5 separate regions of the Mus musculus genome follow, and all the other regions are linked to region 5. Evidence: chromatin contacts called from public HiCAR-type and promoter capture Hi-C data. All regions are on one chromosome and are shown on one strand. Each heading gives the region's core, a stretch centred on a gene start, on an enhancer-like site or on the middle of the called end of the contact. The rest is flanking DNA. Distances are from core to core; before and after follow the strand shown.

Region 1 (4,565 bases), core at 1,023-3,522, 1.8 Mb after region 5:
CCTGTCTCAAATCATATTCATTCATATAGATGTATGTGTATATATATATATATACACACACACACATACACGCACATAGATATATGTACATATACAAATACATACACATACACATATATGTGTATGTGTATGTATATGTATATGTAGGGGGGGATGGAGTCTGTGAGCACACATAATCTATCAGATGATTAGTTCTTCCTTCTGCAGGGAAAGAGGTTGTTCAACACTAACACCATTAAGGATTGCGACATTGTTAAAGCAAAAACCATTGCACAATAAACCCTAGCTCTTTAGGCACCACCTTCATAGCAAAACAAATGCTAAGAAAGCCATTCCTTCAATTGTGCAAGACCAGAGAACTAACCTGAACATGCTCTAGAAGTAAAGCAAGGAAAGTCACTTGTGGTTTTTGCTAGGGATCTGCTTTGTGACATAAGAAACTTAAGGTTAGCTTGGCTGGGTCAAGAAAAGTGAACCCAACCAAGCTCATAGTATTTTGCTCTAATAGCTTTGAAGATATTGTTGATCTTCCTTAACGTTTAAAAGGGCAAAGTTTTTTTTTTACCTTGTGATGTCAGAAAGTCAAATGATGTGCTCCAGATTAGTTACTAATTTCCAGCCTGAATATTTTACTTTCCGTTTCTTTTTAACAGCCTGAGTAATTTCTTATATTATGTACATATAATATCTAGAATTTTTAATAATCCTGAAGTTGTTTTAAAACAGGATCTGATTTTCACAGGGCAACTGCCAAAATTACTCCAAAGAGTGTGTATCAATTAATTATAATTATTTTGATAGTATCATCAAACTTTAATAATAAAAAATTGAGTTAATATTTAAATTTGACTAAAAATGTGGCAAAAATAGTAAAAGATGATATTTAAATGCAGTATACCAACTCCCTTTTAAAAACCCTATCCATATTAAAAAAAAAATACACGCTTAACTATTAGGACAAATTGAATTCCAAGTTATAGGATTTACAGAGCACTTCCTAAGTCAGACACTGTGAACTTGGGGATACAAAGATGCAACTTTTAGAGACAGCTTAGTCAGCAGAATCCTCCTATGAACAAACTCTTCAAATATTGGCCAAGCACATGGATATGGTGGAGAAACACTACTCATCCCTGAAGGGCTTAAGACCTTCGCCATGGAGTAGTCGACACTCCCTGAATTGGCTCTGAATGACTTGTTATATGGAAAGAGACTACTATAACCTTGTAACATTTTTCCCTTAGAAGCCACACCAGTGTCTATGTGCTCTGCTCAGAGCAAAGCATACATATCAAATGCAATTCTAGAGATTCTGTAATTCTCAGGTATAAATCTGTCAGTTTTCCCGACGTTTCCTTGGGCTCACATGAACCCCTAACAGGCATTCTCTAATTTTAACAATTATTCTAAAAAAATGCTTAAAAGGCACACCTCAGCAATCCACTCTCCAATGTGTGTGTGTGTGTGTTTTTTTTTTCCCTTCCCCTCGCTGCAGTGTTATCACATGACCCACTGACAGCTCAGGACAGGATTAGTCAGGCTGGAGGGCGCCTAGCTAAAACCCTTCAGCTGAAACGCTTTTAACCAATGAGCCACCCACAGAGCCAAGCTGCCAATTAACCTGTGCAAATGGAACCTTATTTTCAGGAAAACAACAGATACTTAAAAAAGAGGAAAAAAAAAAGTCTTCTTTCAAAGCTCTCTGCCTGGCTTTAAGGGAGCCGTGAAGAGGTTTGATTCTATACAACCGAAAGCTTCAGCCAACAAGAGCCATTTGGGAATGACTGGCTTGTCTAAACATGGCTTATTGAGGTCTTTTATGATCACTACACTTAAGCCTATGAACATAACAGTGGAAAGCAACCTTCCATTTAACTGCGTTTGGTTAGCTGGTCAGTAAACGAATAAACAACAGAAGACCAAGCAAAGGATTAAGAAACTCGATTTTTGGTTCCTCTTTTCCCAATAATTAGATGTCTGAAGCCAGGCATGGCTTCTCCTTTCCAGAACCTTAGGCGTCTCGCCTGTAAAACGAGAGGGTGGGACTGCACGACTAGGGTATTTTTCAGCTCTAAGGTTCTCCGGTATCTAGGTGTCCTCCAGTGAAGCGGTTCCCTACAGAATAAGCCACATCTCCCTCTAGCCGCGGGGCCTGCCCACATCAGCGATGACATTACACCTTCTGCACGGTCCACCTGCCCAGAGGTCCACGGGGCAAAGGGGGACGGAGTAGGCGTTCCCTCGACCCGAAGACATTTAAATGAGGCCAGGAGCAGATGAAGACAGTGACAAGAAGTGGCCCTCAGAGACAGACCAGTGTCTGACAATACCCAGAGAACTCGGAGCGGGTAGGGCAATCATCAGGAGCCCACTTAGCCCATGGGAAGGTTCCAGTCGGTGCTCTCACGCTCGGCCCACCGAAGTCACGGAAAAGCTCACGCAAAGCTGGAGAGGTGCTTGTGAACTGAGCGATGGGGGAAATGAATCCCATTCCCTCCCCGCTGGCTGAACAGGTGAGAGCACAAGCCAAGGGCTTGGTGGACACGCTCACTTTCCCGTACTCACTGAGACGAGGCTGGGATAGGTAGTTCCGGCTCACCGCCAGCGCCTGCTCCCGAGCTCCGGCCATCGGCCCACCGGTGGGCACGGGCAGTTCGGGTGCGGCCCCGTTCACGATTCCCCGCATCGCTCGCAACGCCATCTTGTCTCCTCCGTCCCGACTGGCCCCGCAGCAGCGCGGCGCAGGCGCACATATAGCAGGGAGGCCCGTGCGGCCGGCCCCACCCATGCGCGCTTCGAAGCTGCGGCAGAGGCCCCGCCCTCTCGGCGGCGCCCCGCCCCCAGACTCGTGACTGGAGCTCTGCGGGGGCGGTGCAGGGTGCGCGCGCATGCTAGGCGCATAGGGAGCTGACCAGAGTGCTGGGAGCGCGGATCTGAGGCTGGGAGCGGGAAAAGAGAAGCGAAAGGGGCCAGAGGGCAAAATTGACACAAGAGAGAGGATTCACGAGAAAAAGAAAGATTCATTGGAATGTAGGGAAGGAAGAGATAGGAAAACGTGCATAAGAAAATACAGACAACTGAGGTTCATAATCAAGCTGTGGAAAACACCTTGGAAAGCAGAAGATAGAAAACCTAGTCCCATGATTGGTAACTTTGTGTCGAAATTTATTTCAGTTTATCCTACTACCAAGTTCTTTTTTTTTCGTGGATCTTTTCGAACAGACTTGGCTTTCTTGCATATCCGAAGAGTATATGGTGTGGAAGACCACCTTAGGAACAGATTGGAAAACCAGTTAAGAGGTTAGAACGCACAAAGGGTTCTAGTTTCTTTTCTTTGGCTGTGATAAAATTAGCTAGCGGTTGGCTTGGTGTGATGGCGCAAGCCTTTAAACGCAGCACTCAGGAGGCAGAGGCAGGAAGGTCTGAGTTCCAGGGCAGCCAGAGCTACATAGTGAAACTATGTTTCAAAACAAAAAAAACAAAAAGAAAAACCAGCCTGTGAGAAACGAACAACACAGTAAATTGATTGTTGTTCTCTTTACAATATAAGAACAGAAGAGGAAAACAAGAACTTTGCTATGACGGAGCAACATACTGAAAAACTTCTTTGTGTTAGTTCCCCATAGATTTGTTGATAAATACACAAGAGGATGTCTAGACTGGCCTTCGGTAAGGTTTATAACTTATCAGTTTGGGAAGCATGGATCTTTGCCTCATTCACAAAATTACTATGTTGTTGTTTTGTTTTTAAAGATTTATTTATTTGTATGTATGTGAGCACACTGTTACTGTCTTTAGACACACCAGAAGAGGACTTCGGATCCCATCATGATGGTTGTGAGCCACATGTGGGTTCTGGGATTTGAACTCAGGAAGATCAGCCAGTGCTCTTAACCGCTGAGCCACCTCTCCAGCCCAATTACTATGTTGTTATAAAATTCCCTTTGGGCTATATATGTGAGGTATGTATGGAATATAAATGAGTTTTATCTATAGACTTACAGCCTATATACAAGACATATTATGTAAATATTTCACAATTAAAAAAAAAAGAAATTTGAGAGGCTGGAGAAATGGCTCAGTGGTTAAGAGCACTGACTGCTCTTCCAGAGGTCCTGAGTTCAGTTCCCAGCAACCACATGGTGGCTCACTGATGATAAGTTATAAACCTTACTGAAAGCCAGTCTAATGGGGTCAGATGCACTCTTCTGGTGTGTCTGAAGACAGCTACAGTGTACTCATATACATAAAATAAATAAATCTTTTAAAAATCTTTTTAAAAAAAGGCAAAATAAGAAATTTGAGATCTAAAGCATTCCTGCTCCCAAGCATTTCAACTAAAAGTCAGTCAGCTGATGTTACAAATGAAGTAAATGTAGCCAGGTTACCTAAGTCTACTTTGAGTGCATCTCAGGTCCCTATGTAACAATCCTTCAATCCTCGATAAAATTGCTGGAAGTATTAAAAGAGGTAATTGAATGTAAACAGAGAGTTCTATATAGTTCTTTTTTAAAAAGTGAATCCTCTAAAGATTTATTTATTTATTTTAATTATATGAGCATACG
Region 2 (4,500 bases), core at 657-3,156, 1.5 Mb before region 5:
TTATGTAGACCAGGTTGCCTACAAACACATGAGATCTGACTCTGCCTCCTTGAGGGCTGAGATTAAAGGCATGTGTTACCACACCTAGCTGGAAAAGTTTTTAAAATTTTTATGGGCTAGAGAGATGAGTCTGTGATTAAGGGCACTTGCTGCTTTCTCAGAGGATCTCCGTTCAATTCTCAATACCTACATCAGGCACTGGACAACCACTGATGCCCTCTTCTGGCCTCTGCAGGTGTCTGCACTTATGTACACAAACACACATACACAGAGCTTTTAAAACAAAGATTTGTGTTATGTGTATGGTGAGGCAGCTGGTCACACAGCATCCATTGTCCTGGCCTCCAGCACATGGAACAAGTGTGTGTGTGTGTGTGGGGGGGTCTTCCTTCCTCAGCTTAGTCTAGAAATTCACAGTTGTAACCCAGAGCTTTGTCTCCTATATGATTCTAGATCCTGTGCAGCTGGCAATCAGGATCAGTCACAACTACCTCAAGAAATCAAACACAGTGGGACTGAGTGTGGCGGTATATGTGTACCATGTTTCCCAGCACCTGTGTAGTGGTTTGAATGAGGATGTCCTAAGGGGCAGCAAGATAGCTCAGTGGGTAAAGATGCTTGCGGCCAAGGCTAACAACCTGAGTCCTATCTCTGTGACTCATGGTGGAAGGGGCCATCCAACACACAAATCTTTTAAGATGTAAGTTAAAATGTAACTTAAAAAAAAAAAAAAAGACAAAGAAATACCAGAGTAGGGGCTGGTGAGATGGCTCAGTGGGTAAGAGCACCCGACTGCTCTTCTGAAGGTTCGGAGTTCAAATCCCAGCAACCACATGGTGGCTCACAACCATCCTTAACAAGATCTGACTCCCTCTTCTGGATTGTCTGAAGATAGCTACAGTGTACTTACATATAATAAATAAATGAATCTTTAAAAAAAAAAAAAAAAAGAAATACCAGAGTAGCTGAAGATATAGTTAGTTGGTTAAGGGTGCTTGTTGCTTTTCCAGAGGACCCTAGTTCTGTTCCCACTCATATCGGGGGTTGGGGGCTCATAAGTGCTTTTAACTCCAGCTCAATGGCATCTAATAAACTCTTCTCTCTTGGGCAGGCATTGGCACGAGCACAGCAGGCATATACACATAAAAAAACAACAAAAAACACCAGATGTCAGGCTACACCCACATCTGCAAGCAATCAGAACCCAAATCTGTTTAACAAGCATACTGAGTGGTACTAACACTGCATATGGCCCAAGTTAGACTTGAGCACCATGGTACTTTGTTGTGTGCCACTGTCTCCATTTCCCCGGGAAAAGTTCAGCAAACCCTAGGCATTAGTAGAGGCTACTAGAGTGGAGAAGTTAAGACGGTGCCTGGGTTTAGCCAAGCTCCGATTCACAGACCCAGACTGGAAAGTGCAGGGAGCTGGAGTGCAGCGGTCTGGAAGGGAGCCCTACCTATCCCTTGGGTTCCCTGCCTCACAGGAGCCTCCAAAGCCAGGGGCTCGGTTTGCCCACTCCAATCAGGAGATGCACACGAGGCCCTCCCCACCCCCACAGACCGACTAGCCCGCCCACTCTCGGCCCACTAAACTTACGAGGCTCCGAACCTTCTAGTCACGCTGTGCTTTAGGCTAGGCTCTCTAAATCACCCGGTACGGCCAACTCTGGTAAGGCTATGCGACAGAGCCTTCCCCATAAAGGCTCCGCCTCCAGCCAGAACTGCCCCGCCCTCTCCACTGTGATCGAGGCTCCGCCCTCTTACTGCAAAACTTCTCACGGGAGGACTTGGATTCCCTTCTGCGCACGTGTACTCTGGTCCTGTGGCCTGTCCTTGCGCTGGCTGTGCTGCGCGCGCATCGCATCCCTCCTTCGTACTAGTGCGCAGGCACGGCCCCGCCCCCGTTCCTTCGGCGCTCCGGAGGCCGAGTCCGCACGAAGATGGCGGCGCCGCTTGTACCCCTCTCGCAGCAGGTATGGTGCTGGGGTGCGCCGTGGGGCGGTGCGGACGGTGGTTGCCGCGAGAAAGATAAGTCGTCGCGGAAGCGCGGCTCCAGGGGACCGCGGAGGCGCGCGCTGAAGGCTCAGAGGCTGAGTGGCGGGGGCCGGGCGGTTCTGAAGGTGACAGGCCGGAGCGGCCCGCATACTCTTGCGCCGGGCGACCCCCGAGCGGCTGCGAAGAGGTGATGGGGCGCGGCCGCTGCGTATGTCTGCTCCGTCTGGGGCCTGGCCAGGTTAAGGGACGGGGGGGGGTTTGGGGGGTGGGCGCTGTTGTTCGAGCCGCGTCGCGCTTCGTCCCCGCGGAGGCGAGCGAGAGCGGTGGGCCCGCCGCCAGTCTTTGTCTCCCGCGGGGTCGGGCGTCGGGGCGGGTGGTGTCCCATACTGGAGTCGCAAGGGGAACCGGGACACGCCCGCTTCGCCTCTGGCCGCCCAGCCCTCCTTCCCCCGAGATCCGCTTCCGCTGCTCTGTGCGGTGCGAAAAGCGCGGATCCTACGCCCCCAACGGTATGCACCAGTCTTCGTCCTCAGGGTCGCTGGATGGTTTTCTTGAACGTATCAAATGCTACAGGGACGTACAGAATAGCAGTGAGAAGGCCATTGTGCTTCTAGCGGAAAACATTCATTCATTCTTCAGCCACTTTCTAACGTGCTTGGGATCAGGTGCTTGGGAGCTCAGCAGTCTCTCACTGACAAAGTCTCTAGTTCCAGGTGACATCCATAAGAATTAGAAAGTATTCCTGTCCTGCTAATTTGCCAAATTACCCGTTTGTTCCACACAGCATATTATATGCACTTTGCTAGAATCGTCTTTCGCAGGGTCATGGTTACCAGGAGGAAGCATTTTATATTCAGATCTCGGCTCCAACTCTGGAAGAGTGTCCTTGAAGCAGGCTTCTTAACCTCAGCATATCAATTACCTCATTTGGAAAATAGAGATGTAAAATGCATTAGCAGAAAACTGTGGAAAGCACATTTTGCCTAACACATTGGAAGCTCTTTTGTTACCCGTCAATAAATTCGGGTGTTTGGGACTAAGACAAGAGCAAGTATGAATGCCAAAGCTGGTAAGAACTGCTTGGCAGGCTGATGCACCCAGGTCACCTGGTCTGAAGGAGAGGGCAATACAGGGTGGTTAAGTCCTGGAAGGACCAGCCACCAGCAGCCTTGACACTATATTAACATGTGGAGACCAGTAGATATTAATTAACATGCTCTTACAGCACCTGTGATTGTCTTCTGAAAATGGTTAAGGACTAGACAGATAGTAGGGAGTGTATTGAGGATAGGTGTGTATTGAGTTAGAGCCTTGCTATGTCACCCAGGCTGGCTTCCAATTCCTGGACTCTCTGCATCCTCGTGCTCCAGGCTTCCAAGTGGGATGACAGAGGACCAGCTGTGGGTGTTCACCTCTCTCTTGACAGGTTCTCACTGGCCTGTAGTTCCTCAATTAGGCCAGCCTGGAAAGTCAGCAAGGCCAGGGAGCCTCCTGTCCCTTCTTCTCCAGCACAAGTGCCGTGCATCCTGTAGCACTTCTGTGTGAGCTAGCTCTGGGGAGAGAATTTGGATCCTCGAGCTTTTAGGGCAAGCATGTTACTAACTCAGCTGGCTTCAGTCCAGTCATTACCTCTGACTTTTTTTGAGGGAGGGTTTTTCAAATTTCCTAATTTTGACATTAGTCATAATTTGGATTTTTAAAAATTTGGGCCATAGTAGTAGCTGATAGTTATTGAGTACATGGGAGTTGGATACATGCTGTCAATTTTTTCTCAAACACCAGAATATCAAGGAAGCGGTTCCTGGCCAAGTATAATGTCAACTTTCAGCTAGCACTTCAGTAACAGAAAGTTCTAGCCTGGGCTATAAAATGAGGCCCTGTCTGGGGAGGAGGGATGCTCTATTTTATTGGTAAACTAGTTACCGTAGGATGGCGTTTTGTCATACTGAGATGACAGATACAAAAACATGAGTCAGTTTCATTAGATTCACCTTGTTAGAGCCTCTGGGATAGAATCCTGATTCTCTCTTCCTAACTTGTGACTTGCCTTCCACATGCTCTCCATGGCACCATGGTGTGGTCAGTTCTCTGTTCTTCACATACCTAGCTGTGTTGTCAGCTATGGTGGCCCTGAAGACTGATCCTTCTTTCTGAAGCACTCCAGCCTTTTCTTCTCTGGCTTGGATCCTTCTCTTCCTTCAGCAGCAGTTCAGATATCATCCTTCCCAGAGGCCTTTGCTAGTCATGGCACACAGCCATGTGCACATCATATAATCCTACAGCTCTCTTGGTCCACAGGACATGTTTGCGTGTCTGTTGTTTCTGTGTCAGACCTGTTGCCAGTGGAAAGACACTCAGAAAGTGTCACCTAAGTAGGTATGGGGACTGTGACTGCACCTGCAGCAGCTCCCGTGTGGCCTTTCTTCCCTGTGTGGGATGGAGCTGTGGGTGGGAACAGGAGCTGAAACAGCAGTTGAGGAGACATGGCCTGTGGTGGCTCACA
Region 3 (4,533 bases), core at 220-2,719, 1.1 Mb before region 5:
AGATGTACCCTCCATTTCTGGATTGTAGTTCCAGATATAGTCAAGTTGACAACCAGAAATAGCCATCACAGACCCCCAGAAGTGGAACTGTTTGAAAGTATTGTCATCATTAGGGAGTTTGTCCTTGTTGGAGGAAGTCTGTCACGGAGGCTTTGAGGTTTCAAAAGCCCATGCTAGGTCCATTCTCTCTCTGCTTGCCTATCTGTGGGCCAGGATGTAAAGCTCTCAGCTATTGCTCCACTGCTATGTGTGCTGCCATGTTTCCACCATGATGACAATGGACTGAACCTCTGAAACTGTAAGCCAGCCCCAATTAAATGATTTCTTTTCTAAGAATTGTCTTGGCCATGGTGTCTCTTCACAGCAATAGAACAGTGACTAAGATATGAATCACCATGATTTTTATTTTAAATTGTGTGTATGTATGTTCGTGTCTTTGTGTGGATATGTACATGTGAGTGTGGGTACTCAAGGAGGCCAGAAGAGAGTTGGAATGATGGTGGAGGCTTTCACTGTAGCCCAAGTGGGCCTTGAACTACATTCTTTTCTCAGCCTCTCAAGTGTTTGGATGACAGGCATAGGACACTGTGACTCTATTGAGGGCTCTAGCCACCTGACATCCTGGCTGTCTGGCTGGAGGAGGCACTGAGGATGTAGAGGGAGTTATCTCTTACTCATCTTCTTTCTCAGCAGCTGTATTTGGAGCCAGCTCTTCAATACCTACAGAGCAATCTCAGGAGGCCAGGAAGTGAATAGGCAGTCTGCTGGGAAGAGTATACTGGGTATAGGAGGAAAAACAGATGGCCATTAACAATGTTTCAGGGTGCTTCTGGTATGGAACCACCTCATGCCTTGAGATCCCAGCACTGTCAATGCCCCTCTCTTGAGAGGGAACTGTTCTCAGTAGGGTGAGACAACATTGTAGAGGGAAAAAGCTTTGGGCTTTAGGGTCTGACAAACCTAAGATTGTTTTGGGCTGTGCAACTTGGCTTAGATGCTTGCCCTCTCTGAGTTTCAGTTTGTTCTTCTGTTGACACTCGGGATTCTGGTCCAGACTGCTTACAGGCTGTGTGAGGATCCTGGGCACCTGAAGAAAGCAGACAGTTTATGTAGACTAGCCAGGGCACAGGAGGCATAATTTAGGGAGAGGAGCTACAGCACTTTCCTCACACTCTTACCAAGAGCAGAGTCCCACAGTGGTGACCAGCCTGTTTTCTCACACCCTCTTTTTGGTATTTTATCTTCATGAAACCATCCACCGCTTCCTCCAAAGTCCTTACACAAGGGGTGTGAAGTCCCGAGGACCTGGTACTCACTCTTTGTGACTCTGACAGTGCAGTCTTGCTCTGCTTCAAATTGGCTCCGCCCCCACATGATGGCCACCTATCCAGGCAGGGAGAGGCAGCTGGGCCTGCAAGGGATTGGCTGGTCTAGCCTAGACTTCTCTAGGTGCCCCTGGTCAGGAGTCAGAGAAGGGGAGAGACAGACCTGGGAAACACAGTGCTCCTGAGAGAAGGTACCAGACTAGGGCCATTGGGGCTGAGAGGTCCTAGGCTGGGGCAGGACAGGAAGTCAGAAGCAGATGTTGATTTCTGGCTAATAGTCCATGGTTTAGACTCTAATCAACCCCTTTCCTCCATCCTCTTTCATTTCCTCTCTCTCTATCTCCTTCTCTTCCCCTTTCTTCCCCTCTTCTCCCCTCCTTGCCTCCTCCCATAGATTGCCCTGGGTCTCCCTTCCTCCCCAGGCATTATCCCCAACTCTCTAATTCCCTATCCCTGTCCTTTGCCCTAGACCACACTGTCCCTCTTCCATGCCCCAGGATTTCATCCTGTGTGCATTTGCCCTGCAGGATGTCACAGCTGAGCATGTCCTGGATGGGCCTGGGCCACACAGCAGCCTCTCCATGGCTGTTGCTGTTGCTGGCTGGGGCCTCCTGCCTTCTGGCTTACATCCTTACACCGATTTATGGTGTTTTTGAGAACTCTCTTCGCCTCCGCTGTTTCCCACAGCCTCCCAAACGAAACTGGATCTTGGGACACCTAGGCCTGGTGAGTGTGGTAATAAGGTGGGTCTGGGGTTTCAGGGTAAAAGGAATTGTGAAGAGCCTTGAATAGAGCCCAGGGAGCTGGGCACAGAGGTGTGCTGGACTAGAACAGCAGAATTCAAAGTGCAATCATTTACAGATGCACTGTCCTGAGCCTTTCCCACACGGAGTCTTCTCTGAGTACTTCTCCAGCCTGTTTTCTCTGCAGATGTGGGCATGCTGCAGGGCTTCCAGCAAGGCTTACTCCAACAGAGTAAGGACCTTGGTGTTCCCAGGTTCTGTTGTGCTAGACTTGAGGTCTCCTGAGGGGAGACCAGAGCCAATCTCCACTATACCATTTGTTTTCAGCTCATCTCTGGCTTCCCACTGGTCACAGAAATGACCTACAATCCTTACCCAGACACACCCAGGGGCATAGACGGTCCAGGGGAGCTCTGAGGGCTGATTTCCTAACTCCCCATTCTTCAGCGTCTTCCTCTTATGTCTGGCTTCTCCACTGAGATGTACCAGTGAGTTATGTTGCTCAATCTAGATATGATCTAGCCTCTCACTTCCTCTTTTGGAAGCCTTCTCAGAACCCATCCTCCACAGCACACTTTGAGCATAGACTTCCATCTGGTTTTCCCTCTGTGTGATTTGGAGACATTTGCTTTCTTTTAAGTGGCACAGTGCCAGGTGTACAGAGGGCCATAGAGATTCTGCCAGAGCCTGATGTCAGCAGAGGACAAGTGAGAGTGGTCACCCTGATGGAGACTTAGAGGTCACCTTTGCTGCCTTGGGGTCTGCCAAGGCCAAGTTCCGCAGATGTGGTTGTCCTCCCTCACAGGAAGAACCAGAGACCACATGGTGTCTTGTTAACTCTCCTGGGAGATGTGAACAAGTCTATTTATCCCAGGTGGGCACCAAAACAGCATGTCCATCCGTGTTCAGCTTGCTGAGAACTATGGGCTTCTTAAGAGTTTTTATTTTTTTTCAGAGAACAGGTGAGGGGCTATTAATGGGATCATGGGTAACCTCAAATGGCTGTATCATTGTAAGGTCCCACCCATCATGGGTGATAGCCTTATGGAAGCTGCACCACGAAGTCCTGATTTAAAACCTCTTTTCGTATATACTGAAGTATATCCCAAGATCATATTTTACTGGGGTAGAGAGTCATAGCTGGAGTCCCAGGAGAAGATCTCCGGACCTTCCTTCAGGAGTTCTGACAGCTCTGACAGCATCCCCTTTGATTTGGCTACTACTCTTATGGGCAGCTATAGTTGCCATGACTACCAGGAGAAGTTGAAAATGACACCACTTTAGGCTTAGAGGGGAAAATGCCATATAAAAATAGACACGAATGCTGGGACTGCTCCCAGGATGAGAAAATCCACATTCCAAAGTCAAGGTGCACATCACGGTGTCGAGTGACTTTTCTTGGGGAGACACATCTGGGATAAGGCACCCAGGACAGGGTAATGAAACAACTTCACTCAATCTTTCTTGATGAGCTATGGTGTTTGTTGGGGTTCCACACAGGAGGTGATTCAGGCAGTTGCACCACTAAAAAGTCAACCCCAGCATGGGGTGACAACTCATGAAAGCAATATATCCCTATAGCTTCCTACTCAACATGCAGGCAGCTCCACCAAAGAGTGTTCTCCTTCCCCCAATCCTGCAACTGTTTACTAATGATATCCCTTAGGGAGTGTGCTTGTTAGTCTTATTAATTTAGTAGGCTTCCTGAGTCTTGTGACCTTCCCTTCTGAAAGAGGGAGTGTTCCAAGCTGAAGGAAACAAGTCCACAGCAAGTGGTCTGAGTATTGTGAGAGACTTTTTCCTGGGAGACACCACACAGTCTGCTAAGTCCAGATGAGGAAAATAGGTGAGATTCAAGTGATCATTCTTACCAACATCCACCTTGGGGAATTGGTGAGTTTATTGGAGTTAGTGACAGATATGGATGAGGGTTATGGAAGCAGGGAGGACCCAAAAGCAGGATGGTGACACAGGACCTCCCTGCATGATTGTGGGCAGCTCGCAGGTTAGAGAGTGCTCTCCAGGTGCCAGGCTGGCCAGTATCTACCACAGCAGTGTTTCCTGCTTCTGTAACCTGGAAAGGGCTTTGGAAGTCTTGACCTTCTCCACCTTCTCAGACTCCTACACCCCAACTTTCCAGAGGGAATGTTTTGATTTAGAGAAAATTATTGCTGTACAATTAAACAACATATACTAAACCTGCCTCTGGCAAGTGCCCTGCTGGTGACACTATTTTGGAGGTTCTGGAAACTTCAGGAGGTGGAGTGTAGTTGGAAGACATAGACCATTAGGGACAGATCATTGGTGGGGGGGGAATCTTGTCCACTGTTCCTTTTTTTGTTTTAATCTCTTTTTGCTTCTGTCCATGCAAGGTAAAGAACCCCTTACCATAGGCTCCTCTCACCATGATGCAAAATATCAGGTGGATGGGGATGAGCCGTCATGGATTCAGAGCATTTGCTCTG
Region 4 (4,396 bases), core at 556-3,055, 1.4 Mb before region 5:
GGTCGCACAAGTGGCACTGAAAGGGTCTGTGACCTGTGTGCTTTCGGTAGTGGCGGGTAAGCTCGTCAGAGCGCGCGAACTTCCAGCCGCATCCTTCCCAGTTGCAATGATAAGGCTTCTCACCTGCATCAGAGAGGAATGACATTGAGCCTCAATTTCCCCGAAAGCCTGCTCTGGGCACCCTGCACCGGATAGCACTGCCCTCTCCCTCTCATCTCCATCCCACATCTAATCTAAACAGAGAACCTTGGGCTCCTGAAGCTGACCACTAGCAGGCTCAGGTGCATTCCTCCCCTAACATTCTGAGATTAGGTCTGAATTCCTGATTCTTCTGCTCAGTACTGAGATGACAGGCTCAGGCCACCATGCCAAACTTTATATGCAGTGCTAAGCCCCAGCCCAGCCCTCCACAGCTTCTTAATTATGTCCCGAATTCTTGAGACCTGAGTCCCTCGGAGCCAACCCATTAAACTGCCACACCCCCTTGGCAGTGTCATAGACTCTGGGGACAGTATCCATTTCCCTTCTGGAGGATGGACAGGGTCTTCCTCTGTAACCTAGCCTGTTCCTGAACTCGCGGCCATCCCCCTGCCGCAGATCCCGGGAATGAGGCCAGGCGCCCACCTGTGTGTGTACGCAGATGCGCCTTTAGGTGCGAGCTCTTGGTGTAGGTCTTGCCGCAGTTGGTGTAGCTGCAAGTATGTGTGGCGGCGCGCTTGCGGGGCCAGGAGCGGCGGCCGCGTTTGGGCTTGGCCTCCAGCAGCTCCAGCGGGGACGAGGGCGGCGTGAGGAGACCGCGCGTGGCAGGTGGAGCCAAGCCCAGCGCCGCCGCCGCTGCCGCCGCGTCCTCGAAAAGACCGAAGGCGCCAGGCGCGGGAGGCCCGTAGTGCAACGCGGGGCCGGGACCGCCGAAGCTGGGGCCGGGACCGAAGGGCGGCGGGAACGGGTTGCGGGGACCGGACGCCGGGATGCGCAGGGGGCCGTCGGGGCTGAGCGGCGGCGTGTCCGGGGGCGGCGGGGGGCGGCCGGCGGGACCCCGCATGCATGCACCTGTCGCTCCTGGGGCGCCCTCGAGCTTCAGCCCGCGCGGTCCGTGGGCCAGGCCCGGAGCGCAGCCGTAGCCGCCGCCGTCCACCTCGGGGGGCTCGGCCTTCACTAGCCGCCCGGGAGGCGCGAGGAGGAAGCGGCCGTGCAGAGCCGGCCCCTGAGGCGGGTCCAGGTCGGGGCGCAGCAGCTCTGTTCCCAGGCTGGCCGCGGGGATGCTGTAGGGCGGCGGAGCACCCGGCTCCGGGTAGTAGAAGGCAGGCGGCGGGGGCTGCGGCGGGGGCTCGGGAGGATTTTCGGCGCCCAGACCGTCCAATCCCATGGAGAGGATGAAGTCCAACACGTTGTTTAGGTCCTCATCCGTGCCGCCCGCCTCGGGTTCATTTCGCGGCCAGCGCTGCAGGAGACAGGGCGCGGGACGTGAGTGGGGGTGCCTCCTGCTACCCTGCACCCCAAAGTCTAACAACTAGGCCCTCAAGATCTGCACCCGGTGCACGGCATCCCTTCAGCGCGCGTGTCCTCAGTCCCTGCACCCACCTCCTGTCCCACAGCCTGAAGTCTAACTCCCTGAGGCGGTCAGCACCCTGGACCTTGTCATCTCCAGTACTGGCTCCTGCACCCTGTAGCCTGGTACCTTGCTACCCCGCCGCCCGCGGACCCTCGCTGCCCTCACCTCCTGGAGGCCGCGCTCGCACGGGCTGGCGAAAGTGGCAAAGGACGGCAAGATAGGCTCGCTGAGCGCCATGGCAGGGACTGTGTGTGCTGTGGCCCGGCCCACCCAGGCCTTATAGGCGCGGCAGGCACAGAGGGCCGGGCTAGGAGGCGTCGACGGAAACGCGTCCCGGATGGGGACGAGCTCCGGGCTCAGCCTAAATTTAGCCGCGGTATATAAGCCTGGCGGTGGTGGCTGTGGCGGCTACTGCGGGAGCCCGGACTGCGCTCCTCAAGCCCCGCCCCCGCGGCCGGGCCCCGCCCCCGACCGTCCCTATGGCGACGGCGTCAACAAACCAGGCACAACAGCATAGTTAGCGCGCGCGGGGGGCGGGGGAGGGGGTGGCACCTGGGACTCCGCGGGGAACACGGGTGACGAGGCTTTCCCGGTATCTCCCCAGCCTCAAGCCCCTGGAAACCTGGACCGATGCATGGGGAGTCTGGGGTCACAGTGCTCACCCAGGGAACGCTCTGTGAAATCTTTGTTTAAGCTACCTTGGAAGCTAAGACAAGAAGGATGAAGTTTGGGGCCTGCCTAGAAGGGAGTTGAGGCCAGCCTGGAGCATCGTAGCCCCCTTAATACACACACACACACACACACACACACACACACACACAGAGGGAGAGAGATAGACACAGAGAGAGAAAGAGAGAGAGAGGGAGAGAGAGAGAGAGAGAGAGAGAGAGAGAGATGGGAGGGAGGGAGGGAGGGAGGGAGGGAGGGAGGGAGGGAGGGAGGGAGGGAGGGAGGGAGGGAGGGAGGGAGGGAGGGAAGGAGACACACACACACACACAGAGGCAGACACCATGGCATGGTGGTATATGCTTGTCTTCAGAACATTTAGGAGGTTGAAAGCATTAGGTTCAAGGCCCCTTTGGCTACAAGAGACCGTGTCTTAAAAAAGAAGCAAACACTAGAGGCAGGCATGATGGCTTAGTGTCTGCTTACAAGCCTCATCCAAGGAGCTCAGTTCCCAAAAGGGGGAGAGAATCCGTTCCCATAAGTTGTCCTTAGACCTCACAGTGCACTGGCGCACGTGCAAATACACAATAGCATGTAATAATTACAATTTACACTAGATACATAAATACAGTACTGAGTCTCTGGGACCTTTCACCTCCCACAAACATACACCTCACATAAATCCTTCTAGTGCAGGGAAGAGCTGTTGTCTGACTGTCAAGACTTGCAAGGGATACTCAGTGGGGGATGGGCACATCAAATAAATATGCATAATACCCAAGGGGCCTAAACAGAAAAAAAAAAGGAACAGTGGAAGAGGAGGAAGTATGTGGTGAGCCTGGGGAAGGACATTGGTGCAATTTTGACCTTAACCCCGGAGGCAAACATTGAGGTAAGCTCTGGAGAAAGCAAGAGGGTAATAGAGAGAGGGAGGGCATTGAAGCTGTGACCTGAAACCAGGAGGCTGAGGGGTGCAGTCAAGCTTGTGTAGTTGGGTGCAGTGATTCCAGCAGGAATAGGGGGTGGCAGATTCCACACCCAGCCCCTTGTCCACTTCTGTGACTTTGGAGCAGAAACATTGGCGAACTACAGACACTGGTCTGTAACATCAGCCCCAACTGTCCACAGGTCCTTTCCACAAAACATCAAAGTAGAGAGATCACACACTCATGGAGGCAGAATGTGAGGCTGAAACACTGGCTTGGTTAAGGAAGATCTAACAAGTCCTCTAGGACCGGGGACCCACCTCAGCCTGTCACCACAGAGCGGGGAATACCATGTGTGTTTCACATGGAGCAAAAGTGAGCCATGTGGTGTATTCAGATCTGAACAACACCCTGAGTGTGTGTGTCTCAGTTTCCCGTTACTAAGGAACAAATGATAAGATTTGGGTCATTTCCCAACGTTAAGGATTCTGGAGGAGGGAGTTCTGTTTTTATTTGCAGTGTGTGTGTAATAGGTTTTTCTTATATCTTATAGTCTTTTCTTATATAGTCCAGGATGGCCATCTTCCTGCCTCTGCCTCCAAAGTGCTGGTATAACAGGCCACACCTGCCGGGCGTGTTGGCGCACGCCTTTAATCGCAGCACTTGGGAGGCAGAGGCAGGTGGATTTCTGAGTTCGAGGCCAGCCTGGTCTACAAAGTAAATTCCTGGACAGCCAGGGCTACACAAGAAACCCTGTCTCAAAAAAAACAAAAAAACAAAAAACAAAAAACAAAAACAAAAAGACTGGCCACCACACCACCTGTCCTGGGGATCAGTAGGGGACTGAGTCTGAACACAGGAAGTTTTTTTTTTTTTTTTTAATCATTCCTAATTAACACAAAGTAACATGACAGCCAAATCTGTTCTGTGGTGTTGGGTATAACCCACCCAGTGGTGTTGTAAAGCCTGTGGGAGAGATGAAGAGCTGGCTCAGTGCTTAAGAGTGGTTCCTCACACCCACGTGGGGCCTGTAACTTCAACTCCAGGGCATCCATGGCCTTTTACTACGTGGTTTGAGTATCTGGGGACCCAGATATTCAAGAGCACTAGAACACGCCTGTCATCTCAGCACTGTGGCGAGGCTGCAGCCAGACGATCAATAGATCAGTAGCTCAGAGCCAGAGCTGTGCAGATGACTCAAAAGGATGTTTCAAACTAAGCCTGACAGCTTGAGTTCAATCCCCAGGGGGCC
Region 5 (4,275 bases), core at 107-2,606:
CCTTGCAAAAACCTGAAACCCCGGGCTGGAGAGATTGGCTCAGTTAAGAGCACTGACTGCTCTTCCAGAGGTCCTGAGTTCAGTTCCCAGCAACCACAATGTGGCTCACAACCATCTGTAATGGAATCCAGTGCCGCCTTCTGGTGTGTCTGAAGCCAGCTACAGTGTACCCACATGTAAATATAAAATAAAGTCTAATAAGAAGAGAAAAGCCCTTTCAACCTCATCAGTAATGCCCTCAAGCCCGCCTGCCACCTAGGTTTAGGAGACTGCCCTAGCCAGGCCTCCCTCCTAACCAGCACCTCCAGGCAGGCAGTCCAGCCAGTATACAGCATATGAGGCCACCAGGGGGCGTGTGCCTTAGTTTTACTTATCAGACCACCCGGGAAGTACAGACGTGGCTCAATAGGGAATCAACCCTGAACACCCCAGAAACGGCCAGTTCTCCAGAAAAGGGTCCCGGTGACAGTTCTGCATCATCCCAAGCCCTGGGTCCCTTGAAAGCCACTATCAGCAAACTTCTGTTCTGGACCCAGGTATGCCAAAGTACCTGCGACAAGAAGGGAGAAATGGGTATCCAATGAACCCTCACTTGTCATCCCAGCACTAGGGAAGCCATGGCAGGATTGACACACCTTTGTGGTCAGCCTGTGGGAAAGAAAGGAAGAGAACAGGAAAGGGGAGGACAGCCAGGTCAGGTGTAGTGCACACTTGTGTTCCTGCCGGTAGGGTGGGCCTTGGTCAGGACTCCATACCAGCCTGAGCTACATGAGACTCAGCCTCAAACGCGTGCGTACACGCATACACACACACACACACACACACACACATACACACACATACAACCATAGGTCCAGACTGCCCTGTGCAGGTAGGGAAACTGAGTCCTAAACAGAAGGAAGAAATTCTCCAAAGAGAACCTGAGTGCCTCCCACCGGGTTAGCAAGGGTGGACAGTTCCTTCTCCCACGCTGCGGAGAAAGGCAGATGCTCTCTGGGGGGAAGGCTCGAGTCTCGTTTTTCCTTATGGGGCCCGGAAGTCCCCGAAAGTGAACCCCAGTCCTGGGTTCCTCGTAGCTCTGGTTCCTAACTCCCGCAGGCTGTGTGAACAGAGGGGAGCGGAGGTCTGAGCCGTCCAAGGCCCTTCCTGTCTGTTCACAACTCTACACGGAACAAGCCCTAGATGTGGGAGAAAGTGTCAGGAGACGCTAGTGTCCCCCCAACCCCGTTGCCCGCACCCCTGAAGGCCCGCTCGCCCCAGGACGGAAAGGGTGCGGGTCGCGCCCGCCTCCCAGGCTGGGGGCGGGGCCGCGCTGACCCCGGAGCCCAATAAATCCGCCGCGCGAAAAGCTTGTGGGTCGACGGCCCAGCAGGAACTCGCGCTGCGACGACGCTCGCTCTGAGAGTCCCCGACGTCCTCCGCATCCTCTCCGTTCCGAGTTACCTGTCTCCATGGAGGGCGCGGAGGCAGGGGCCCGGGCCACCTTCGGCCCCTGGGACTACGGCGTGTTCGCGACCATGCTGCTGGTGTCCACGGGCATCGGTCTGTGGGTCGGCCTGGCCCGCGGCGGCCAGCGCAGCGCCGACGACTTCTTCACCGGGGGCCGGCAGCTGGCGGCAGTGCCTGTGGGGCTGTCGCTGGCCGCTAGCTTCATGTCGGCTGTGCAGGTGCTCGGGGTCCCCGCGGAGGCAGCGCGCTACGGTCTCAAGTTTCTGTGGATGTGCGTGGGCCAGTTGCTCAATTCGCTGCTCACAGCCTTGCTCTTCTTGCCGATCTTCTACCGCCTGGGCCTTACCAGCACCTACCAGGTAGGGGACTTGGTCCCATGGGAAGGTTCCGGGAAGATGCCGCGGGCACCGGGCAGGGCCAGGAAGGAGGAAGAGCCAGTCCGGGCCCCACAGCTCGCAGCAGCCTCGGGGCAGTGGCCTCCCGCTGACACCTGTCCCTGCGAGTGCCCGTACCAGCCACCCACCGGCGCCCGACAGAGTTCAAACGCCTGCAGTGAGGTGTAGGATTTCCCAAACGCTCAACAACTGTAGTGAAAACGGAATAGCATCCACTTGCAGTTTCAGCACTAGGGAGATTGAGGCAGGAGGATTGCCATGAGTACCAGGCCAGTTTGGACTCCCTAGGGATACCCCAGTTTCAAATCTGAGGGCGCAACTAGGCACCCTGAAACAACGGTCCAACAAGTGTAGCGACAATATGAAGTCCCATGTGTGATATCTCAGTACTAGAGAAGCTTTGGCAGGAGGATTGCTGCGAGTTCCAAGCCGGCTTAACCTACACAGAGACTCTGTAAGCTCAGTTGGGCACTCCGGAACAGAGTAGAAACAGTGAGGATGGCTGAGGGGTCACTTGCCCGGTAACCTCCAGCCCTTGGCTCCCTCTGCAGTACCTAGAACTGCGCTTCAGCCGAGCGGTCCGGCTCTGCGGGACGCTGCAGTACTTGGTGGCCACGGTGAGCGAGCTGCCCGCCCTGCCACGCCCACACGAGCAATTATCATAGCCCGCTCCAACCTGACCTCACGCCACACCCCTCATCCTACCTGGCCCCGCCCCCTTCCAGCTTGAGCTAAGCTTCTCTGGGACATACAAGGACCACGCCTATAGCTCTGCCCTCATTCTGCCTATGGGCACCCTCTCACCTAGCTCCACCCCATCCTACCTAAAAACACCTTCTTGCAACCTGGCTCCGCCCTTTCTGCCTGATCCGCGCTCTCTTCTTTCTGCCTCCAACCCGTTTGCCCGCCCCTTGCCATCACCGACCTCCCCACCCACAGATGCTGTATACTGGCATCGTGATCTACGCACCTGCGCTCATCCTGAACCAAGGTCTGGCTGTCGGGAGCGGGAGGGGCCAGGAGCCCAGGCTGGACCCTACATGAGCAGGCAGGATGAGGGAGACCTGACAGGGGGTGTGTTTTGCAGTGACCGGGTTGGACATCTGGGCATCGCTCCTGTCCACAGGAATCATCTGCACCTTGTACACGACCGTGGTAAGTGGGTTGTGGTGGCTGACACGCGGAAAACCTCAGGCAGGCAGCACCACTCCAGCTTCCTGGCACCTGAGGTAGCCGCAGCCTGCCTAACTGTGCCCGTGTCCTCTCCTACATAAAGACTGATAGACATGTGAGCTTCAGGTGCGGCTGGATCCAGCAGCCCTGACAGAGCTTTACCTTCCCATGGTCACTCTGGTGCCAAAACTGGCCCCCTGCCTTTCCTGGCTCCTGCCCAGCAGTGAACTGGTTTCAGCTGGATCTGCCTGAGACTCTGGCCTAGTCTTCTCCTGGTCCCCTGATTGGCTGTGCCACCTAAGGGACTGGCATGTTCTGGTTGCTGTTTATGTACGGCGATGGAGGCTCAGATTTCTATGAATGGCAGGGAGAAATACATTTGTGAATCAGAAGTAGCTGCTTGGCTCCTTTCACAGCAGCATTGGGGAGGCTGGAAGCTTGTAAGTTCTAGGCCAGTCTGAGCTACATGGACCAGAAATAAACAAAAAGGGATAATGATAATACTGGGTGTTGGATTGTTTGCTGGGATGCCTGGGGCCATTGCGTCTGTTCCCCCTTACCTTATCTAATCCTCTGACTGACCATAGAAACACACAATATTTCACAGATGTGCCACAGGAAGCCAGGCAGGGTGAGCTGGGGGTGCTCTTCAGCCTTCTCCCCACGCAGCCCTGCCCCAGCAGCCCTGGGCGGGTTTGTGACCTGTATCCCCTCTCCCACACAGGGTGGTATGAAGGCCGTGGTCTGGACAGATGTGTTCCAGGTTGTGGTAATGCTCGTCGGCTTCTGGGTGATCCTGGCTCGAGGTGTCATGCTCATGGGGGGCCCCTGGAACGTGCTCAGTCTCGCTCAAAACCATTCCCGGATCAACCTGATGGAGTGAGAGATGGTGCCTCACTGTGCAGCCCAGGCTAGCCCCACTTCTGTCCCTCAGCCTTCCCAGCACTGTGTCTCAGAGGGGAACAAAACTCAACATAGAAAACTCCTACTCATACTTCAAAACTCACTGCAAATGTCCCCTTAGGATCTAGAAAAGGCATAGGTGATCTGGGGAGGGTGACATCCTCACATGGTTGTTTTTGTTGTTGAGTTTGTTTGTTTGTTTTGTTGTTGTTTGTTGTTTTGGTTTTGGTTTTGGTTTTTGGTTTTTCGAGACAGGGTTTCTCTGTACAGCCCAGGCTGTCCTGGAACTCACTCTGTAAACCAGGCTGGCCTCAAACTCAGAAATCCTCCTTCCTCCCAAGTGCCGGGGTTAAAG

What was found. Promoter capture Hi-C pulls out the DNA fragments that hold promoters and counts their contacts. HiCAR-type assays count read pairs that join an accessible place to other places.
Region 1: a promoter capture Hi-C map of pre-B cells shows a contact between it and region 5, with 4 times the contacts expected there. The contact joins the promoter of Slc18a1 here to the promoter of Slc5a5 in region 5. A contact is called at or near these places in 2 of 39 promoter capture datasets (hippocampal neurons and pre-B cells).
Region 2: a contact with region 5 is called in a HiCAR-type map of astrocytes, with 2.6 times the contacts expected there. The contact joins the promoter of Eps15l1 here to the promoter of Slc5a5 in region 5. A contact is called at or near these places in 2 of 115 datasets of contacts at active chromatin or transcription factors (astrocytes and pancreatic cancer cells) and 1 of 9 other capture datasets (liver).
Region 3: a promoter capture Hi-C map of hippocampal neurons shows a contact between it and region 5, with 5 times the contacts expected there. The contact joins the promoter of Cyp4f18 here to the promoter of Slc5a5 in region 5. A contact is called at or near these places in 2 of 39 promoter capture datasets (hippocampal neurons and liver).
Region 4: a promoter capture Hi-C map of embryonic stem cells shows a contact between it and region 5, with 3 times the contacts expected there. The contact joins the promoter of Klf2 here to the promoter of Slc5a5 in region 5. A contact is called at or near these places in 3 of 39 promoter capture datasets (embryonic stem cells, hippocampal neurons and liver) and 1 of 115 datasets of contacts at active chromatin or transcription factors (astrocytes).

Annotation. Positions count from the first base shown.
Region 1 is chr8:69,086,929-69,091,493 of GRCm38.p6, reverse strand. Slc18a1 (solute carrier family 18 (vesicular monoamine), member 1) reads left to right here and starts at 2,272. Exons shown (of 17, transcript NM_153054.2): 1 at 2,272-2,513. It overlaps Atp6v1b2 (ATPase, H+ transporting, lysosomal V1 subunit B2), which reads right to left and starts at 2,758. Exons shown (of 14, transcript NM_007509.3): 1 at 2,566-2,758. The coding sequence starts at 2,701.
Region 2 is chr8:72,418,880-72,423,379 of GRCm38.p6, reverse strand. Eps15l1 (epidermal growth factor receptor pathway substrate 15-like 1) reads left to right here and starts at 1,906. Exons shown (of 24, transcript NM_007944.3): 1 at 1,906-1,975. The coding sequence starts at 1,943. Gm46043 (a long non-coding RNA gene) reads right to left here. Exons shown (of 3, transcript XR_001778581.2): 1 at 1,600-4,500.
Region 3 is chr8:72,006,562-72,011,094 of GRCm38.p6, reverse strand. It overlaps Cyp4f18 (cytochrome P450, family 4, subfamily f, polypeptide 18), which reads left to right and starts at 1,469. Exons shown (of 13, transcript NM_024444.2): 1 at 1,469-1,516; 2 at 1,853-2,051. The coding sequence starts at 1,854. Gm51535 (a long non-coding RNA gene) reads right to left here. Exons shown (of 3, transcript XR_003947403.1): 1 at 2,444-4,533; 2 at 1,317-1,411; 3 at 1-1,087.
Region 4 is chr8:72,316,471-72,320,866 of GRCm38.p6, reverse strand. It overlaps Klf2 (Kruppel-like factor 2 (lung)), which reads right to left and starts at 1,805. Exons shown (of 3, transcript NM_008452.2): 1 at 1,718-1,805; 2 at 625-1,441; 3 at 1-123. The coding sequence starts at 1,789.
Region 5 is chr8:70,889,838-70,894,112 of GRCm38.p6, reverse strand. Slc5a5 (solute carrier family 5 (sodium iodide symporter), member 5) reads left to right here and starts at 1,356. Exons shown (of 15, transcript NM_053248.2): 1 at 1,356-1,808; 2 at 2,396-2,461; 3 at 2,784-2,835; 4 at 2,932-2,999; 5 at 3,742-3,896. The coding sequence starts at 1,452.